2 separate regions of the Mus musculus genome follow, and region 1 is linked to region 2. The links are chromatin contacts, called in public Hi-C maps. All regions are on one chromosome and are shown on one strand. Each heading gives the region's core, a stretch centred on a gene start, on an enhancer-like site or on the middle of the called end of the contact. The rest is flanking DNA. Distances are from core to core; before and after follow the strand shown.

The links. Hi-C and Micro-C count contacts between places; a contact is called where the count stands out from the background.
Region 1: a contact with region 2 is called in a Hi-C map of cortical neurons, with 2.5 times the contacts expected there. The contact joins two enhancer-like sites. A contact is called at or near these places in 3 of 484 Hi-C or Micro-C datasets (cortical neurons, embryonic stem cells and muscle stem cells) and 1 of 115 datasets of contacts at active chromatin or transcription factors (embryonic basal ganglia).

What each region holds. Positions count from the first base shown.
Region 1 is chr5:132,110,676-132,116,597 of GRCm38.p6, forward strand. All of the region lies in intron 2 of Auts2 (autism susceptibility candidate 2), which reads right to left. Among named protein-coding and RNA genes, the nearest start is that of 4930563F08Rik, 230 kb to the left of the region's middle. Within about 2 kb of position 2,981, at least 12 of the 459 cell types and tissues checked have an H3K27ac peak or open chromatin away from gene starts, as enhancers often do. A contact at or near this core is called in cortical neurons, where this site is marked.
Region 2 is chr5:131,456,105-131,462,039 of GRCm38.p6, forward strand. Auts2 (autism susceptibility candidate 2) reads right to left here. Exons shown (of 20, transcript NM_001363480.1): 13 at 5,178-5,249; 14 at 4,023-4,052; 15 at 1,735-1,806. Among named protein-coding and RNA genes, the nearest start is that of Gm29681, 44 kb to the left of the region's middle. Within about 2 kb of position 2,062, at least 17 of the 459 cell types and tissues checked have an H3K27ac peak or open chromatin away from gene starts, as enhancers often do. A contact at or near this core is called in cortical neurons, where this site is marked.

The sequences.
Region 1 (5,922 bases), core at 1,731-4,230, 660 kb after region 2:
CTAACTGGTAAGGAATCTCCCAAGCACATAAAAGACCCAGGGCTTGGGGGGGAGCATAACACACTTTTAAATGTATAATTTGGGGAGCTTTGAATAAGATCATTTTGAAATAGTGCTGATCAGTAAGAATTTGAGTCAATTATAACTTTTATTTATAATTTTAAATTTTCTCATAGCCACATTAAAAATGCAAAATGGTAAAATTATGTAACATTAACATTAATGACATACTGCATTTAAGCCATGTATCCAAAAGAATATGTTAGCATATAATTAGTAGGAATTATTAGCATGATGGTTTACATGGTCAGTTTTCTACTTGAGATGCAAATCCTCTTGTACTGTATTGTTACACATCTCAGAGAGCCATATTTCTGCTTCTCAGAAGCTATCTGTGGCTGGAGGCTACAGCATTGAATAACACAGTTCTAAGCTTTACATCCAACGTTTACATTATTAAGTGAAAGGAGATGGTGCTGTGTGTGTATGTCCTTTAGAAACTTCTCCCTGGTTCTCGACCTTCTTTAAACCAGAAATATGGGATACATGTGACTATCTACAGCACCACCCATGCATTAACTGGTAACGCCATAACTTGGTGCTATACAATTCTACTGTGGGTGATCTGGACTAGTCACATTTTCCTCAGCTACATGGGTCATCCCCTGGCCCAATATAAGACTCAAACAAGGAACTGGGAAAAGGAAAGTATATAGCCATTTCTGAAAAATATACTGTGTGTGAGTCAAATTGTCTTCATTTCCAACAGACAACCATTCTCTCTACATAAGTTGTTGATATGGAGCACAGTTGTATCTGGTCAACACAACCTGGTATTTTCTTCCATTAAAAGTCAATTTCACCCTAAGTCCTCACTCAGAATATCCCCTCTCAGCAGTCCATCTGACTGGACCAACATGTTATGAAGGGAAAGCATAGGGAAGGCAGAGGCAGCCATGCATAGCAAAGGCTTCCTCGGTTCAAAGCCACCATATATTAGTGATGTGCCTACCCCACCCTAAAGGCAGAGAAGAGCAGGGAGGGGAGAATATCAAAACAAAAGGTGAATACCAGAATGTTTATAGGGAAAAGAGCAAACAACCTCTTTGGGAATTACTTGAGGCAAGAGCAAAGAATTATAGCACATAAACTGAGGTTACATAAACACTCTAATAAAATCCAGGGTTTGATTTATGGAAGCAGTCTGTCTCCTGCGTGCGTCTACAGACAGCAGTGGCTCAGTCTGAAGGGCCAGAACCCTAGAAACCAAACACATGCCATTTCCACAAGGAAGAGGGGTTGTAAGGGAGAGAAAAAATAGGAGGGCAAGAGGAAGGCACCAGAAATGCACCCTTTGAATTTAAGTACACCAAGACCCACACCCTGGAGAGGCATTTAAAACCCCAGTTCAGAACGTGTTCTTTTTCTATTCCCACCTCTAAATCGTAGAACTCCAAAGCCAACGAACCAACCAAACAAAACAAAACAAAAACCAAGAACACCCAGAACAAGGAAATACCGAAGGACAGCAGCAATCAGTGCTAAACTCAGGATGAAGGAGAAAAAAAAGTGTTGCATTTACAGGAATATCAGTGAGTGTCAACAATCCACTGTTTCTGAGAAACAACAGGAAAGGGAAAGCAGCTTTCATGGGAGCATCATTCATGAGAGCATCACACGATGATGCTCCAGGCATGTATATTAGTCACAAAACGAGGTCAGGTGTGCTGGTACACAGCTGTAATCCAAGCACTGAGATGGGGGGGGGGCGGGGGGGGTGTCAAAAGCTAAAGGTCAGCTTCAGCTACAGACTGCAGGTCAAAGCTACATGAGACCTGATCTCAAAATTAAGCACAATTAAATTAAATTAAAAGAGTTGTAGAAAAGAAGTGGGGACCAGGACATGTCTCAGTGGTTGAGGGCATTTGCTGCTCTTGCAGAGGACCAGAGTTTCATAGTGCACACACTAGGCAACTCACAACTACCTGTAACTCTAGCTCCATGGGAAATTAATATTGTCTTCTGTGTTATGCAGACATTTGTACTCATACATACACACACCTACCTATCTACACATGCACACATGCGTGCAGCGCGCGCACACACACACACACACTAAAATAAGTAAAATAGGAGTGGGAGAGATGGCTCAGGAGGTTAGAGTACGGATTCTTACAAAGGACCCAAGTTCAATTCTCAACACCTACATGGAGGCTCACAACCAAGTGAAACTCCATTTCCAGGGAAGTCAATGCCCTCTTCTGACCCGTTCAGACCTAGTGGAGTCAGACATACAGACGAGCAAAAACATTCATCAGCATTTAATAAAGTCTAAAAAGAAAAAACACCTCAAAATAATATGCTTATAAAGAATCAGGAAGGGGAGGGACCACAGTGCGATACTGGCATTCTTATTAAGGAGTGAGCTGAGGCTGCTTTCCTGAAGGCATACTGTACTGACAGCAGTAGCAAGGAGGAGATAGAACAGCTAGCCTCAGACACAGTGACATCAAAGGTCTGCAGTAATTTCTTTATAAACCAGCCCTAGGAATAAATAGAAATGGCACAAAACGTTCTTTGAGTTTTAATATCTGAAGCTAATATAACTCAATGATGCTGTGGAACAGAAGTCCTACCGAATGTCAAAGAGCATTTTAAGAGCTCCAAGAGACTTCATAAAAAAAGATTGTGTCTGTATGACTACAGACACACTTTTACTCATATAATACATCTAAGATGCATCAGATAATAAGAGCCGCCTGCAAAGACTCTGAAAAACCACACCACTGTAAGACGTCTGGAATCAAAACAGCCGCTGAACTCTGGGAGGAAAATTCAGGCTCCCATCCATCCGTGGATTTATTCAGATCTGCTAACAAGCTTGCCGTGGGTCCTGCGAGACACAGCTACACATGAGTCAAGGCCTCTCTCAAGCATCCACAAAGGCCTCATGTGGGATATAGGAGGTGTCACTGGTGAGCCTGGACTGAAACAGATTCTCCCACAGAAAGTTCCAGAACAAGGCTGCAAAAGAGAACTAAACAGTGCCATCTGGTGCAAGAAAAACAGGGAGAAATAGGAGCCGTGGAATTTCCAGCCAGAACCTTGTGTTGAACCTCTGCTGGTGTGAGAATGACTGCTTTCTTTTCTCCTTCAGAAAAATGCCCTAGTGTTTCATGCATAATTCTTCACGCGTTATTTTTTTAATACCATTTTATAACTTTTCAATTAGCATAATCCAAGAGTAACTGAGCTATAAGAACTCTGAAGCCATTTACCATGCTTTCTTTTTTTATACTATGTAGTGACTCTAGGCTTCTTAGTTCTAAATATGACATTTTGGGGGTAAAATTCTACACTTTTTAAAAATGTATGCTCAATATTTGTGAGGAAGACTCATGTACTATTGAATGATTTATTGAAGACTTGATTTCTCCAGTGTTCCAAAAACTGTAACAAGTTATTAAATTACAAAAGAATAAAGCGTCAGTTGACAAGAGGGTGTATTATTTACTAAGTCAACCCACAAAGGTTCTTTAAATAAATTCTTTGTTCCTTTCCTTTTCTTTCTTTTTCTTTCTTTCTTTCTTTCTTTCTTTCTTCATCATCTTCTTTTTTTTTTACTTATTTCCTTTACATCATGCTTACTGCCCCCTTACCAGTTACCCCCTTCCATGATCATTCCTCCACCCTCTCCCCTCCTCCTCTGAGCAGGTGTGGACCCACTTGGTATCCCCCGACCTTTCAAGTCTTGGAGGGGCTAAGTGCATCCTCTCCTACTGAGGCCAGACAAGGCAGCCCAGCTAGAAGAACACATCTCATGTATAGGCAACAGCTTTTGGGATAGCCCCCCTCCAGTTATTCAGGACCCATATGAAAACCAAACTGTAATCTGCTACCTATGTGCATGTTTTTTGGTTGGTAGTTCAGACACTGAGAGCCCCAAGGGTTCAGGTTTCTTGACTCTGTTGATCCTCCTCTGGAGTCTCTCTTCTCTTTGCGGCTAGCTATCCCTCCTCCTATTCTGCCACAAGAGTCCCAGAGCTCCATCAACTGTTTGGCTGTGAGTGTCTGTCTGTCCGAGTCAGCTGCTGGGTGGAGCCTCTCAGAGGCTATTTGGAACAGTAGCACAAACATTGTATAACACCGTCCTTGAAAGAATCCAAGAATATATCCTAGGTTGACAAAAATAACATGGCTAGCTTACTGTCAACAAAAGAAATAAACAAAAAAGACAAACTGACTCACATCCCTGGATATTAGAATATTACTTCCGGGTTAGAGAAATGGCTGGGTGGTTGCAGACAATTGCTGTACTTGCTGCTCTTGCAAACACCCTGGGTACGAAGTCTGCTCAACAGGACCTGTATGGAGCCCCTCCCAACAACATCACTAATCCAGCGCCACAGGATCTGACGCCCTCTTCTGGACTCTAAGAGCAACTGCATGCACATGGCATACACTTACAGACAGACCCAAAAAAACAGCAAAAAAATGCAAAACTTTCCCTGTTAACATCTAAAAGACAAGTTTTCCAGATCCTTTCATGTTGAAAATTATTCAAGCCCTGGGCCATTGACTACAAAATCATACAACCTTGAGGACAGACTCGGGAATCACACTGACTCTGATGCCTGCCTGATAGAGCTTTTTTTGTTTTTTGTTTTTTTTAAAGGTAAATAGCAAATAAGCACACATAAAAGCAACCAAAACTGTCTGTATTTACTTTTCCCTGAAAAAAGGATATAGATGATACAACGCATTCTTTGAGTACACGAGGAGCAGAGATATAAGGTACACGGGTGGCTGGCTTCATTCCTTGGGTCTCATAACATAACATAGTTAGGAGGAACCTGCTGCGGACTGAACTAACTCCATATTGACAGGATGAATGTAAGGGGGGGAAATCTACAAACAAGAATAAACCCCCAGATGCTAATGAAAAACATAGACCCTACTAGATCAGCATTTTAACCTCAGACACAGAGAGACATATGCATAGGGGGTAACAAAAAGAAAAATACACATGACAACATTTACAGTTAATACATTTAAGAGAGACAGTGTGGTTTTCTTCTTTCTATGCCCCTCTCCACCAGTCTTTGAATCTAGGAGCTAAGCAGAAGTTTTCCTCTTCAGTAGCCTGTAGATGGTGCTACGAACCTGTTTTTCTTTCGCGGAGAACTGCAGTTTCATCACCAGAGGAAGCTAATTTATATATCCCATTTCTTGTACAGCTTAGAAAGGTGAATGGGGATACCATACCTTCTCACAGGTCACTGAAAAGGGCTACCTGGATAACTAGCTTCAGAAAATGGATATAATCATCCTTTTAATTGTGCACAATAACCAGTGATTGCTACCTTCCAGGTGGGATGACAGAGAAAGGCTCAGAGGTGACTGCAGCTGCTTCAGATACAAGCTCACTCTGTTCCACTACCCCATGGAATATGTGACCACGGCTTGATATTTGCCTGTCCTAAACTGTTCTCTGCAGCAAGCGGTGACAGAGAAATTTAAACACAGACAGATCGCTGTACCAAGCTGTCCTCAAAGGTCAGTGAAATCTTAGGTTTCTTTTCTTTTCTTTTGTTTTTTAAATATGTAGTTTATTTTGAACATACGCGTATTGTGTTCGAGTTCAAGAAAGCACATCTGTAATGGGCTGTTTTAAAACTCACCTTTTTAGGGCTGGGACAGTGCTTGCCTTGCAAGCATGAGAACCTGAGCTCAATCTCTAGCACCCACAGGAAGTTAAGCAGGGTGCTGAATGCTCCTCATCTAACACAGGGGAAAGGAACACAAGATGATCCCGTGGGCTTCCTGACCAGCCTGCCTGGGCTAATTAGGACAGCACTATTCCCAGTGAAACCCTACTCCAAAAGGCAAGGTGAGTAGCCCCTAAGGAACACCTCCTAATGA
Region 2 (5,935 bases), core at 812-3,311:
GCAGCAAATACCTGCCAAGTCATCTCACCCTCTTGTTTTTTGTAAGTTCTTATTGTTATATGTACACCTACACATTAATATACATTACAAGTGCAACCTGCTGAGGCCATCCAGTATTGCTTGCATGTATATTTTCAGGATTGCTTACCTAGTATTGGATAACCAATCAGGGGCCTCAACCTAGACTGATTCTCCCTCTCTCAGGAATTCACTGACTGCGTAAAGCTCTTCATGGGGGGAGGGGCTCTGAGACTGCCCCCACCTGTGCTGGCATATCAGCTGCTGGAATCATTGCTTAGGTTCACCCCTTCCTTTAAATCACTGAACAGAGCCCTTCACACAGTGCCTCTCTTCCACGGGGTTCAATAAGCCTTTCTCTCTTTCCTCTTCCTCCCTTTCTCTCTCCTTCCCATCTCCCACCCCACCCCCAAGAATTACATCCATCTGTCCATCTATCAATGCATGTAGAGACTGGAGGACAACCTGTAGAAGTTGGCTCTCCCCTTCCATCGTGTAAGCGCTAAAGATCAGGCTCAGGTCATCGGGCCTGGTGGCAAGTACCTACCTTTACCTAACTCGGCCATCTTGCCAGACCCCTCCCTTTTTTTGGAACAAGGTCTCATCTATAGACAGGCATAGTAACTGGCCAGAAAGTGGTCTAGTATATTCTAGCCTCCCAAAGGACTGATGTGATGAAGAGTGATGGTTCAATGTGGTCAATTACTATACGCATGGCCAGTGAGCGCTCAGTACCTTCAGCTTCTTGTGGGGTAAAAAATGACCACTTCTCCAAATTAATAATATGAAAAAGTATCTTTTTAAGTATCTTTAAAAACCTTTCTAATGTATGTGTATTTGTGTCTGAGTGGGTGTATATGGGTGTGCCCATGCAGGGGCGTCCTTGGAAACTGCAAGGGTGCAGCTGAGGTTACAAATAGTTGTAAGCTGCCTAATATGGGTACTGGGAACTAAACTTGGGTCCTCCACAGGAGCAGTCAATAGTCTTAACTGCTGAGCCATCTCTCTAGCACCTTAATTTTATGTTAAAAACAAACAAGCACAAAAATCAAAACTACCTGGAGTGATAAGATAGCTTGGCTAGGAAAGACATCCATCACCAAGTCTGAGTACCTAAGTTTGTTCCCTGAGACGCACAGTTGTCCTCTGATACACATACGCATGCTTGCTTATATATATATGATATCGCACACACAAAGACACACACAAAGCAATGAATAATGAATACAGAAATAAAATGTAAAACAGAAACAAAAAACTCCCAAACCTTAAAACATTCCCTGTTGGCTCTTCTTGGGTTTCAGTTTTGTCTAGTCTGTACTATAGGAGTTCTACATAGATTTCAAAAAGCTTTTATTTTATGAGCCAATCCAGTTTTTACACCCTTTCCATTCCAAACTCAACAAAAAGGCAAACAACACTCGGGGATCAGTGTTGATGGCTTTCCTTCTTGCAGAGGGCCTGAGTGTGCTTCCTACCACCCATATCGGGCAGCTCACCAGTGCCTGCAATTCCAGCTTCAGCCAAACTGACACTCTCCTTTTGTCCTATGCAGACTTGCACATAAATAAATACTAATAAATTTTTTTAAAAAAGAACAAAAGAAGATGGACTAGCCTTTGATACTTCCTGCCTGCCATCCTTGGCTACAAACTGAGTCCCTCATGAGTGAGCCCGGCCCCGCCCAGCTGTGCACAGGAAGAGTCACACACCCACCTTGACTTTTTGTTGATGGTGATAAATCTGCCAGGCGATATGCACATGCATGGCGCACCACTTTCCTGGTTTCTGGAATAAGAAAGAATCGCATGGTCAGACGGAGGATACACCAGAAAGCCCACCTTTCCTTGGCCCCCAAGCTCCCTGCAGCTCTGCACTATGGAGACTTCCCTTTCATGAAAACGGGAGAGCTCTGTGCCAACCAAATGCTTCCAGAAGCAGCTCTTCCAAGTTAAGGCATGAGGGAGTCAGAACCCGCATCCCCCTGTCCCATGTGGGTCTGAGACAACAGCTCCTTTACAAAGCAGTCCTCTGCCAAGGACAATATGGCAAAGACCCGACTCTCTCTTTGTGCAGCCTGTCTTCTCCGGTGCCAGCAGGCAGGCCTACCTAACAAATGCTGTCAAGCTAACAGGCACATCAGCTGTCCAGAAAAGCTAATTAGGGAATGTCTGTGGATCGAATCAAAACAAGAAGAGGGGCCTTCGAAGTGCTACATAGAGATGTGTCACATTCTTACTGCAGTCTGGCAACCTTGCGTGTTGCACTGAGAGCCACGAACTAGTGAGCGTGTGTGCGTGCATGCGTGCGTGTGTCCTTATTCTCTTGTAGTTAAAAGAAGAGAAAAGGCAGAAATGAGTAGCTGAGGAGGAAAAGGAAGAACGGATTTCTTCCTTCCTGCAGGGATCAAGTCTCTCTTCCGCCTTCTGAAGAGCAAGTGTCAATCTGTGTGGTGTCACAGAGGACGGGGCTAACTCTCAGAGCTTCCTTTCTGCTCAGCATCTCCATGTGCTTGCCCCACAAAGTCCTGCCCCACTCTGCAGCAGCTAACACCAGCTTCTGTAGCAAGAGGCTGCCTCTGACTTAGACCCAAGTCTGACACTGGGGATGCTCTCATGTAATGGAATGATGGGTTGCTTAGAGTCACCAATAACACAGCCGTTGGTTTCAGGCCAGGGAAGAGGGGGGTGGTAATGGCTAATACTGCATGGGGTTTAGCAGGACCCTGAATCACCCAAGAGACAAGAGGCCAGGCGAACCCACGAGAGATTATGTAGATGAAGTCAGCCTCTGGACAAGCTTATGAAGGATTAGTCGATTCGGCTAACTGTGGCGGGAGGACCCACTCTAAATAAGGACAGGGCTATTCACTGGATGGGGTCTTATAATGAATGGAAAGCAGAGAGCAAGCTTGAGTCCCAGAGTCCATCTCTCTCTGCTTCTTACCCACTGCCTCAAGTTCCTGCCACCTACATTTTCCTGCCAGGATGTACCACAACCTTGAACTGTGAGTTAAAACACACCCATCCTTAAGCTCGTCAGGTACTGTTATAGCAAAGAAAAACATACCTAAGACAGGGATTATGTAACAGTCAATAGCAGGAACTGGAGCATTCGACTCTTGTCATCTGCTTCTAAGTCAGGAAGTACCAAGAGGTCACCTCCTGGCCAGACTCTGGACCTCGGAAATATTCTACCCATGTTTCTAGGATCCTTCCCATACTTTCCTGGGAGGCAGCTTGGATGAGGAAGGTATATATCACTTAGCATTGAGTGCTCTGGGCAAAATAAACTATCTCAAGAGAGACTAACTATAGCCAGCCTATGGCTTGTTCTTTCCCTTGCCCATTATCCCAGCAGAGCAGGGGGAAGGTGGATGAGTCAGGTGGCTCTCAAGTTCAAAGCCAGTCAGAGGAAGAACAAGACCTTGTCTCACAACAACCTAACCTAGTCTGTCTATTACATTTATATATATATATATACATATGTATATATGTATATATGTATATATGTATATATATATATATATATATATATATATATATAAATTATATTTGTGTGTGTGTGTGCCTGCCTGTGTATGGGTATGTGTGTGCAGTACCTACAAAGGCCAGAAGATGGCGTTGGATCCCTTGAAGCTGGACTTACAGAAGGTAATTACCCACCCAATATGGGCACTGGGAACCTAACTTGGATCTTAGGCTAGAACAGCAAGTGCACATAACTTGAGAGCTATCTCTTTAGCCCCTTATCAGTTGTATTAATGAAAAACCCAGTGGCCCGGCTCCCTCCTGCACTCAAAAGGAAAAAGGAAAAACAAAAAACAAAAAACCAAAACGAAAGGCCGTTTCCCATCTCCCTGCCTGCAAACCCAGGCAGTGTTAGCTGCTACCACTGACATCCACTCTGGCATCTCTCCAGCTCAGTCCCTGCTACTGACTTGCGTTTTTAACCCGCAGAGAGTCAGAGGTTGCACAAACAGTTCTAGAAGGAGCTCTTCTTACCCTTAGCATAGGTCTGAAAGGATCTGTCAACTGTGAAGAGAAAATGACAACTCGGTTACATGCCTGTCACTCAAACAATTGCCCTAATTAACAAATTTGTAGTGCTTCATTAGGAGGGGAAATTAAAATGTTAGAATTTTACTTTTAAATGAAGCCCTTTTAGAGAATAATTAACCCATTTTCACACCATCAAAAGTACCAAGCGTCCCCTCCCCCACCTCAGGAGCCCCAGAACATGCAGTGACAAGCGCCCCATACAAGTTTTACCAGCAGAGATGTGCCCTATGCCAGCAGGACTTGCATGTAACCTATACCATGGGGGTCCCCATTTTGACTGGCTCTGCCACAGGCCACTCTGTGAGGCTTAGGGAAAGCAGTCCTCAGACCACAAAATGATGGGTGACATGGAGGGGACATCTGGGAATGTCTGTCTGTCCAGACCCTGCAGACCCAAGCTGTCTTTATAACATCCTAGCTTCAATGAGTAGGTGGCACACAAGGGCTTAACCTCTTGCAAAAACAAAAAACAAAAAAGTCCTCACTAGAATAAAAATGGCTCAGAGGATAGCTTTATAAAGGACAGTCCACAGATGAGTGCCTCTCTACTATACAGCTTTGCCTTCTGTTTTAAAGGCAGGCATAGCATCAGTTATGAATAAATAACATAACTGGGACATAATGGATATTTTATTTAGTGCTAGAGCATGCTCCATCTGTAAGAGCAGAGTGGTCCAGTAACTTCCTGACCTCAAACAAGATGGTAAGAGGGTGTGTGTGTGTGTGTGTGTGTGTCCTGCATGCGTATACACATACACACACACCTAACTTTTAGGAAGAAAGTGTTGAGCACTTTTTCATTCAGGGGATTCTGTAGTGACTTCATTTTGTGCCAGAGGGGATGTAAGCAGCTGGAGACTGGACCAGTCGGATGTCAGATGGAAGGTAGACATGCCAGTGGATTTCAATTTCTGGGCTCAAAAAAAAGGGTCTGTTTTGTTTCTTTATCCTAGCCACGTCATTCATGCAATCTGCGACTTCTAACATAACTGGATCAGGCGTTTCCTGACATAACCAGCCAAGGTAGGAGCACCCGGTGGGCCATCCTTTGTGAATGACCTTGGTATTACCTATAACCGAGCCTGACTTTGCACGTACCCTTGGGTCCTTCTGGAGCAGAGTATGTGGGACTGTTCCAGGCCGGGCAGCCACGTCGATAGGGTTGGATGTCTACAAATGAATTAGACCACAGCTCAGGATGTACAGAAAAGCAGGCTTTATCCTTCTTACAGAGTAGCAGAAATGAAGCATTATCTACCTTATCTTGTTCTGGATTACAACTTTTCAAATTTTTATCTCTGTGTATGTGTATGTTATATGTTTATGTACATATTGCTGGTGCACATGCATGCATGCTAGAGCCAGAGACTCACATATGCTGTCTTCCTCAATTGCTTTCCACCCTAGTTTTTTGAGGCAGGGTCTCTCTGAACATGGAGCCCTGGCTAACTAAGCCCACAGTCCCAGGGATCCTTTCTTCTCTGTCTCCATAGAGCTGGGGCATATAAGGATACCACTGGACTAGGGGTGGGGATGTGAGAAAGAGCTGGGATGGAAGGCCCAAGAACAAACTACACAACAAGAACTCCTCATCCTTATAGGTGTTTGTGGGATGGAGTGTCTGAGCTGCAGGCGTAAGGCTTGTGTATGAGTTTAGCCCATTAATGAAGGTACTAGATAGGACCTGAGGCTCTAGTTCGAGGCTGGAGAGGTGGCTCAGCAGTTAAGAGTGCTTGCTGCTCTTGTAGGAGAGCTGGGTTCAATCCCCAGCACCCACATTCCCACATTCGAAGCCTCACAACTGCCTAGTACTCCAGAGGGATCTGATGCCTTAAGGTTCCTTGGGCACTTCATTT